2 separate regions of the Danio rerio genome follow, and region 1 is linked to region 2. A link is a contact called in public HiCAR-type data. All regions are on one chromosome and are shown on one strand. The core of a region is the stretch at or near the end of the contact, and the rest is flanking DNA. Distances in the headings are between cores, read along the strand shown. Region 1 holds the start of septin10 (septin 10). Region 2 holds the start of sowahca (sosondowah ankyrin repeat domain family Ca).

What was found. HiCAR-type assays count read pairs that join an accessible place to other places.
Region 1: a contact with region 2 is called in a HiCAR-type map of caudal fin, with 10 times the contacts expected there. The contact joins the promoter of septin10 here to the promoter of sowahca in region 2. A contact is called at or near these places in 3 of 4 datasets of contacts at active chromatin or transcription factors (caudal fin, embryo and gastrula embryo).

Annotation. Positions count from the first base shown.
Region 1 is chr9:58,184,791-58,189,296 of GRCz12tu, forward strand. It overlaps septin10 (septin 10), which reads left to right and starts at 2,040. Exons shown (of 10, transcript NM_001017557.1): 1 at 2,040-2,152; 2 at 4,235-4,349. The coding sequence starts at 2,123.
Region 2 is chr9:58,117,874-58,122,455 of GRCz12tu, forward strand. It overlaps sowahca (sosondowah ankyrin repeat domain family Ca), which reads right to left and starts at 2,257. Exons shown (of 3, transcript XM_009305026.4): 1 at 1,708-2,257. The coding sequence starts at 2,220.

The DNA.
Region 1 (4,506 bases), core at 790-3,289, 67 kb after region 2:
CCAGTATCAGGATCAGTGCGTGTGAGTGTCAATTTGTTTTCATCGGCGTTCTTTCGGTTGCACAAAACAACAAACTTGCATGTGCAAAAGACGCCAAATATGAATGGCCACTAATGTCTTATATCTGCGATAACCACTCTAAACTAATACACTTGCATTAAGTAGATATCAAAGATTTTACTTGGGCACTTTTTTCTCACCTCTTCCCTATGCCCCCCAGCAAGATGTCGCACTTGGCCATCGCCCATATTGCCCATGCCTAAATCCGTCACTGGAGAAGTGAAACACATCTGCCAAATAATCTGTGATGTAGTGTGCAGTACACGCTCTGCATTATGATTGCCTTGTTTACTGTTGGTTGCTAGGTTACCAATACTACAGTCAGCCACTCTAACAATTTAGTGGAAATGCAGCTAATTTATATATGGGATTTTCTTGATGTTAGGATAAAACCCTGAGTAATGGACGATTGTTTCCCACATTCTTTATAATATCTTGTTTTGTGTTCAACAGAGGAAATGATTCATAAAAGTTTGGAACCACTTGAGTGTGAGCAAATCTTGCAGAACGTTTTATTTTTGGGTGAATTGTTGCTTTAATATACAAAGTGTTAGGACTTAAAAACGCTGGATCATTGTGTCGTAGGTCTCAAATGGTTTTATTTTAATGTTTTTTAAATAAATTATTTAATTTGCAAGTCACTCTGCATTTATTTTAAATGGTTTTGTAATTTCTTCATTCAAAATTATGTCTAAAAATCGAAATCTACAATACAGACCCATTCAAAGTAATATACTGCAGGTAAATTGGGTAATTATTCATTCATTTTCTTTTGGACTTAGTCCCTTTATTAAGCTGGGTTGGCCACAGTGGAATGAACCAACAACTATTCCAGCATATGTTTTACACACCAGATGCCCTTCCAGCTGCAACCCATCACTGGGAAACACCCATACACACTCATACACTTCGACCAATATAGTTGATCAATTCCCCTATAGTGCATGTCTTTGGACTGTGGGGGACACCAGAGCACCCGGAGGAAACCCACACCAACATGGGCAGAACATGCAAACTCCACACAGAAACACCAACTGTCCCAGCCGAGGATTGAAACAGCGACCTTTGCTGTGAGGCGATCATGCTACCTACTACTCAATTACAGAATAAATAAATGAATAGAATTGCAAACATGCTTCATATTATTATTATTTTGTACAATGTTATGTTTAAATATGCAAATAATCTACTGTTGAACTAAAAATGCAGTAAAGCACATACATTTCTAGCACAAAAAAATCTGAACATTGAAAGAATTCAGTTTCAAATAAACCAGTTTTATTTTATTTTTTAACATTAAAGTCAAATGTTTTTACAGAGTGACTTTTAGGAATCTCTTTTCATCACTTTATAATTTTTTTATTGCGAAATACAGTTTATTATTATTATTTATTTGTAGATAATACTAATAAATGTTTATATAATCTGGAAAAATATAAACATATTCTGTCCATCAGAATAAACATGAAGAAAACTCTATTTTAATGTCAGCACTGCTAAAGTGTTTCGGGACTAAACCCATTTTATTAAAACAGCCCTAAAGATATTAACATTTACACAAATGAACAGTGCTACTAATTTTTTTTTAAATAATTTGAGGAATGTCTAAAATCTGAAAACTGACGTGCATACATGGAAAAAGGGAGATTTTTAAAGCATGAATCCATTTGGAGCCGAAATGGCGTCCAGTTACACCACAAATCTGAGGGCGAGTCCGACTTTAGAACATACTACTTTAATGGGACAAGGGGGTGTTACTTCTACTCTGAAGAATACAAGTAGAAATTCACGAAATTGACTTGGAGTTGCTTCTTTAATTTAGCTGGTGTATATATGAAGTGTTACGAAAATGCTAGTCGTGGTACATGTCATGTGAAATGGTGATAATCTGTGGAGGAATATGGAAAAACAGCCCTCCCGCAGGCAGTGAAGTGGACGCGGCTCTTTTTCCAGTCTGCGCCCGCTGGAATTCATTGGACGAGGCGCGTCACGGTAACTTTTGCTGACTTTCATCAGACAGAAGCGACTTTTCAGCGACTCTCCACCGTTTTTCTGCGCTCCAATGGCCTCCTCAGACGTGCTTCGACAACCGGTGAGTGTGTGTGATCGACACGGTGAGGGGTTCAGTGTGTTTTCTCATCCCAACGCCAGATTCAACTTTCTGACGCGCCTGGGAGTGTCCGACGTTTGTTGCTATAAGGGATACAGCTGCGGCCGGATGTTAACGAGAAAATATTTATATTATTTATTAAATTGTACATTACTTGTATTTTATTAACGCCCGATCCTAAATCTACACCTCAGAGCAACGTTAAGTACTCTCTTGTTAACGTTAATTATAACCTGCTTAAATACTCACGAGCGCGCGCCCGATCGAACTGAAATAAACGATTAACGTCAATGTGATTGATTGATTGATTGATTAACTTGATTGATCGATTTGAAGTTAACCTGTGTCTGATTAACTGATCTAAATACGATTGAGCAGTCTGAATACTGACAACAGAAAATCAGATTTGTCAGCATGAATAGTAACTAACTTGCATCTGATTTATGAACATGATTATGAATACTTATCTCTGAATTATTAATCTTGAGTACAAATATTTGATCTTATCAACGTAAATTCAAGTAGTTTATGAATGTGTGACGTTTAGAGATGAATAAATGAGATGAGTGAATCTGACCGGTGATTCTGATTGTGTGTTCATAAATAAAACTGAATGCCATCGTGTTATAAACCAAACATTGCTTGTGTCTGATGTTCTGCATCTACTTATCAGTCTGAATACATTTATTAGAATTATTAATATCTGTATCTAAAATTAGGTTAAAATATCCATCAGAACATAAACATGATGAGGTATATTGGTGAGAATAGAACACATTGATTAAGCATTTAATTTACAATTTATTGGGTTTCTTAACGATTTATGTTTCTGAATATAACTATCAATCTCAATACAAATATTAAAAAACACTTTATTTTACGCTTTTAATGCATTTATAACTTTGAGTACTTTCTCAGTTTGAAATATAACTGATTAACTAATACTAAAACTACTTTGTGTAGGGAATTTGACTTTTTATTTTGTTGTTGCGTGCACATTTACAGATATAAAAGTCTGAAAATATAAGCAAATAAACTAATTAAATAAAAAGCAATTTAATAGACCACTCGAAAAGTCTCAGTTTGCCTGGATTTATTAGGCATGGGTTTGAGTAAAATGTTAGTATTTGTTTTATCCTATAAATTTAGGATAACATTACTTTCAAAGCTCATATACGAATAAAAAGTGAATGTAAGAGCATTTTCTTTTTCAAAACGTTTTCATTTGTTGTCTAATAATCAGGGTTATTCCACCAAAATATAGTTTTTTTTTTACTCTTCTGGACTAAAAATTGTGGAATTGTGCTGTCAAAAATTTATGAGACATAAAATCATGCACTTTTTTGGTTATTTTAATCTACAAAATGCCTTTAAAAGACATTTTTTATTTTTTATTTGAAGAAAGGTCATCATTAGCTTTACTCAAACACAACTATATGGTCATTCAGATTATTGAACAACTAAAAGTTTATCATTAGTTGTTGTATAAGACGGAAGGGTTGATTCTGCAAAACCCACCAGCATTACTGATCATTACACTGCTACTGGCCTCTAAACAATAAGACCAAAACGTTGAGCTGAGCTGTAATAATTGACTAATTCTTTAATTAAACATGATATATAAATATATATATTCACTAAGTAAAGACGTTTCGTAATACTTAGATGAGTCTATGTTATTATTGTTTGTTATCTGACAGTAACATACCTTGGAACGTTATGATCAACCAATCGGAAAGAAGTATTCCAGACATTAATACATTTTCCTTTAACTTAGTTCCTTTATTTATTAAAGAGCACATGCAAACTCCACACAAAAACGCCAACTGGCCTAGCCGGGACTAAAACCAGCGACCTTCTTGTTAAGAGGCCACAGTGCTAACCACTGAGCCACCGTTCTGATCGTATTCCAGACAGCACTGTAATCATTGTGTTTTTTTTAAAGGTGCCATGTTTTTTTTTGTTAATTGCTGAATCTGTAAACATGATCTGATTTGAGAGAAAAGCTGCTTTCTTAATAATTGAGTGTTTATGGTCATGTTCTCATTCATTTGTTTCTTCCAGGACAAGAATGCTCGCCCGCTGGCTCTATCAGGCCATGTTGGTTTCGACAGTCTGCCGGATCAACTAGTCAACAAGTCCACTAGTCAGGGATTCTGCTTCAACATCCTCTGCATCGGTGAGTTGAGGACACGATTGCAGATATTGATCGTCAATTCAGATTTTGTGACTATAATATCTCATTGTTTTGACGACTCACATCATCATATAAATGGCATCTGATTGGTGACACGGTGGCTCAGTGGTTAGCACTGTTGCCTCACAGCAAGAAGGTC
Region 2 (4,582 bases), core at 1,007-3,506:
ACTACTAATTTATAGTGCATGTGTTTGAACAGTGGGGGAAACCGGAGCACGCCAACACGGGGAGAACATGCAAACTCCACACAGAAACACCAACTGAGCTGAGCTGAGGCTCGAACCAGCGAGCTTCTTGCTGTGAGGAGATTGTGCGACTCACTGCATCACCATGATGCCATGGTCCAATATAAGGTCATCCATTTAGCCTGAACGCCTGAACCTGGTGGTCATGTCTGGTACTGTGTAACAGAGGCCAGCTAGTAAGTGCTGTGCAGGTAAGCCTCCTTGGTAGAGCATCCGACTCCCATGCGGAAGGTCGCCGGTTCGAATCCAGCTTGGAGCAGGTTGGGTGGTGTAGAACCGGTGGGGTTTCATTGGTGTTGTGACCCGGATAGGAGTGAAGTTTAGGGGGGTGAGTGTAACAGAGGCCAGCTACTACTTGCTAAGCAGGTAAACCTCACTCCTCTGACCTCTAAATGTGCTCTAGTGACAGATGCTAGTGTCCATGGTCTTAACCCTCCTTGGTAGTGCATCTGGCTCCCATGCGGAAGGTTGTCGGTTCGAATCCAGCTTGGAGCGGTTTGGAGATATCATCTTCAAATTTGGATTATTATTAGTTCAGACACTCAGATTGGATTTTCAGTCATATTTGGGCTAAAGCAGGTTTTAAAAAATAATTTCATGTAATATAATGAAAATATACATTATTGTTTTATTATTATGTTATTAGTGACGATTGACAATTATTGAATTAGTATTAAATTAATTTAAGTTAATTTGTTAACATCTAAAAAAAAGTATTTGAGGGTTTTGTGAACCTTTAATAACTACATTACACAAGACTTTTACTACTTTTAAGTACTTTTACTTTCAGTACTTGAGTAGTAAACTTTGCAATAAACTGCAATACTTCAGTACAAGAAATGTTGAATACTTTAGTGCTTCCACTTCAGTATAATGCTTGAAGAGCACTTCAACTTCTACTCAAGTCCCTTTTTTGATAGAGCACTTGTACTTTTATCAAGTCTGGGTCTCTAGTCCTTTATACACCTCTGAGAAAACAGTGCTCCTGAACACATGAAAAACTTAACATTAGCAACAAATTAAAGCCTGTGACTATGTACGCTTTCAAGCTAATTTAAAACCATTTAGTCTTTAAAAAAGCATTTGTAGCTTTAAAAGCACAGCTCACGCAAAAAATGAAAGTTCTGTATTCATTCATGCACACTCGTCTCAAACCCTGTTGAACACAAAAGAAGACGTTTTGAAGAATGATGTCAACCTGTAACCATCGACTGAAAGTGTTTGTATTTCCTACACTGGAATGCAATGGTTACTGGTTTTTGGCTTTCTTTATAACATCTTATTTTGTGAACAGAAGAAACTCAAACCTTTAAAACAGGAGAGTAAATAGTATTTTTGGGTGAACTATCTGTTTAAGTGAAATTATATTCACACTGCGATATATCACAATGTCAGCTTTTTAATTCAGTATCATGCAGCCACACACATACACACAAACAGGGTTGTTTTTGTGAATTGTGGGGACATTGCATTGGTTTTCATTGTTTTTAAACTGTACAAACTGTATTTGATCTCAATCTCCCTATAGCAGTGTCCTCATAATTCACCTTCTCCAGTAATATCAGTGTTACACATGTCATTATACACATTTGTGTCCTGATATGTCACAACACACACACACACACACACCTGCTTCTCCTGGAGCTGGAGGTCGCTGACTGCTCTGTTAATCTCCTCTTTATCTTTACACATCATTTCTCCATCTTTATCTTCATTTGTATCTCCATCTTCCTCTTTGTCATCATCATCATCATCTTCTTGATCGCCATCTCCGCTGCGCGCCTCCGGGAATCGGTACTTCTTCTTCAAACACACCACCTTCTCTCCGTTCTCCTGCTTCACATACGCGATGTTGTCCACGAAGCGCTTGAATTTCTCCTTCAGCGCGGCTCTGTTCGTGTTTTCCCCGCTCAGGATGAGTTTGAAATGCGCCACGAGCTCCTTGTTCCTGACGCGTCCGCCGCTCTCCAGCAGAAAGTCCAGCACCGACTCCTGCGTGACCTGCTCCGCCGCCTTCAGCATCTCAGAGCCGGCCTGCGGTAAATCTGTGCGCCGCTGATGATGATGATGGTGGTGATGAACACATCGCGGACTGTCAGACAGGGGTCGGTAGAGTTGCAGCTTAGCAACACTGGAACACATTCACTGCTGGGAAACTGCAGCGCAGCGGCGCTCATTCGGGCTCTTAAAGGGTCAGTTCACAATAACATTCTGATATCGTTTAAAGGCCCCGTAAAATTAAAATGTTAATAGATGTTAGTAAGAGTTTTGTTTGTTAAAAAGCTAGTTTGATCCAAAAACAGTGACTAAATCCGCGTTTAGGAGATGTAAAACGGTATAAACATGTACTGTTTGTAGTTTGTCACTGGAAGTATAGTAGTAGTCAATATTTGAAGTGGATCAAAAACATCTTAATACGATTTAACCCGAATCTTAATACGATTTTTGAATATGGCATGAGAAAAAAGTAATAAAAATTACTAATTTCTAGTTAATTATTATTAATTTTTTTTTGCAAAATAATTTTGCAAGTGTTTTAACCTTCACTTGAGCTGGGTTTAGACTTGTGTGGAAAAGTGCAGTGGCGGTTCAAGTTTAAGTGGCACCCTGGGCGAAACTTCCCCAAACATACCCCCTCCGCATTCCCCCAAGAAATAAAGACACTATGTGGTTGACTTTATATATATATATATATATATATATATATATATATATATATATATATATATATATATATATATATATATATATATATATATTTATTTATTTATTTATTTATTTATTTATTATTTTTTAATATATACATTTAAAATATTATTAAATAAATTTAAATATATTTATTTGTTTGCAATAAATATAACAATTTGTTTATTATTATTATTAGGGACCGAGCACCGAAACGGTGCGTAGGCCCTATTGGAATTGCTCTGTTTATTATTATTAGGGACCGAGCACCGAAACGGTGCGTAGGCCCTATTGGAATTGCTCCGTTTTTTATTATTATTATTATTATTAGGGACCGAGCACCGAAACGGTGCAAGGCCCTATTGGAATTGCTCCGTTTATTAGGGACCGAGCACCGAAACGGTGCGTAGGCCCTATTGGAATTGCTCCGTTTTTTATTAGGGACCGAGCACCGAAACGGTGCGTAGGCCCTATTGGAATTGCTCCGTTTATTATTATTAGGGACCGAGCACCGAACGGTGCAAGGCCCTATTGGAATTGCTCCGTTTCTTATTATTCTTCTTCTTCTTCTTCTTCCGCGGAATGAATCGCGGTTTTGAGGGGCTAAACATGCCCGAAAACTCACGGAACTTTGCACACGCCTCAGAAGTGGCGAAAATTTACGTTTATTATGGGTCTCGGAAAGAGGTGTGGCAAAATGACTCGACAGCGCCACCTAGAAAATTTAAACGGACGAGCCCCCGATCCACGAATCACGCACATGCACGAAAATTGGCACACACCTCAAACATGCGAAAACATACGAAAAAGTCTCTTGGAGCCATATCTTAAACCCAACAGGAAGTCGGATATTTTTGACTTCCTGCAGCGAAAAAGTGGCGTTTTTGCCATTTCCAGGCGTTGTATTTTAACGAACTCCTCCTAGGGATTTTATCCGATCGACACCAAAATTGGGTTTTGTCATCTAAAGGCCTTGGCGATGTTAAATTGCGAAGCTTTAGAGTTTTCGTCGATGGGCGTGTCCGTGGCGGCCTCGTAAACTTTGACGATTCGCCACAAAAGAGGAAGTCGTTATAACTCAGACACGCATTATCCGATCTGCCTCAAAATTCACACGTTTGATAAGAGTCCTGACCTGAACACGTTTACATGCCGATATCCAGATACAGTTTTAGCGCCACCTGCTGGCCACAGGAAATGACATGTTTTACAGTATCACAAACTCCTCCCACAAATTTTATCGTATCAGCACCAAATTTGAGTGGTGTTATCTGAAAGCTCTAGCGATGATATATTGTGAAGATCTAGAGTTTTCACAGAGGGGCGTGTCCGTGGCGGCATGACAAACCTCAACGCTTCGCCATGGAACAGGAAGTCCTTATAACTCAACCACACAATGTGCGATCTGCCTGAAACTTCACAAGGTTGATAAAAGTCCTCTCCTGAACACATCTTCATAACAATATTTAAGTGGGCGTGGCAAAATGACTCTACAGCGCCACCTACAAAAATTAATCGGACGAGCCCCCGATATACAAATCACGCACATGCACGAAAATTGGCACACACTTCAAACATGCCAAAACATACGAAAAAGTCTCTTGGAGCCATATCTCAAACCCAACAGGAAGTTGGTTATTTTTAACTTCCTGCGGCGAAAAAGTGGCATTTTTGCCATTTCCAGGCGTTGTATTTTAACGAACTCCTCCTAGGGATTTTATCTGATCAACACCAAAATTTGGTTTTGTCATCTAAAGGCCTTGGTGATGTTAAATTGTGAAGCTTTAGAGTTTTCATCGATGGGCGTGTCCGTGGCGGC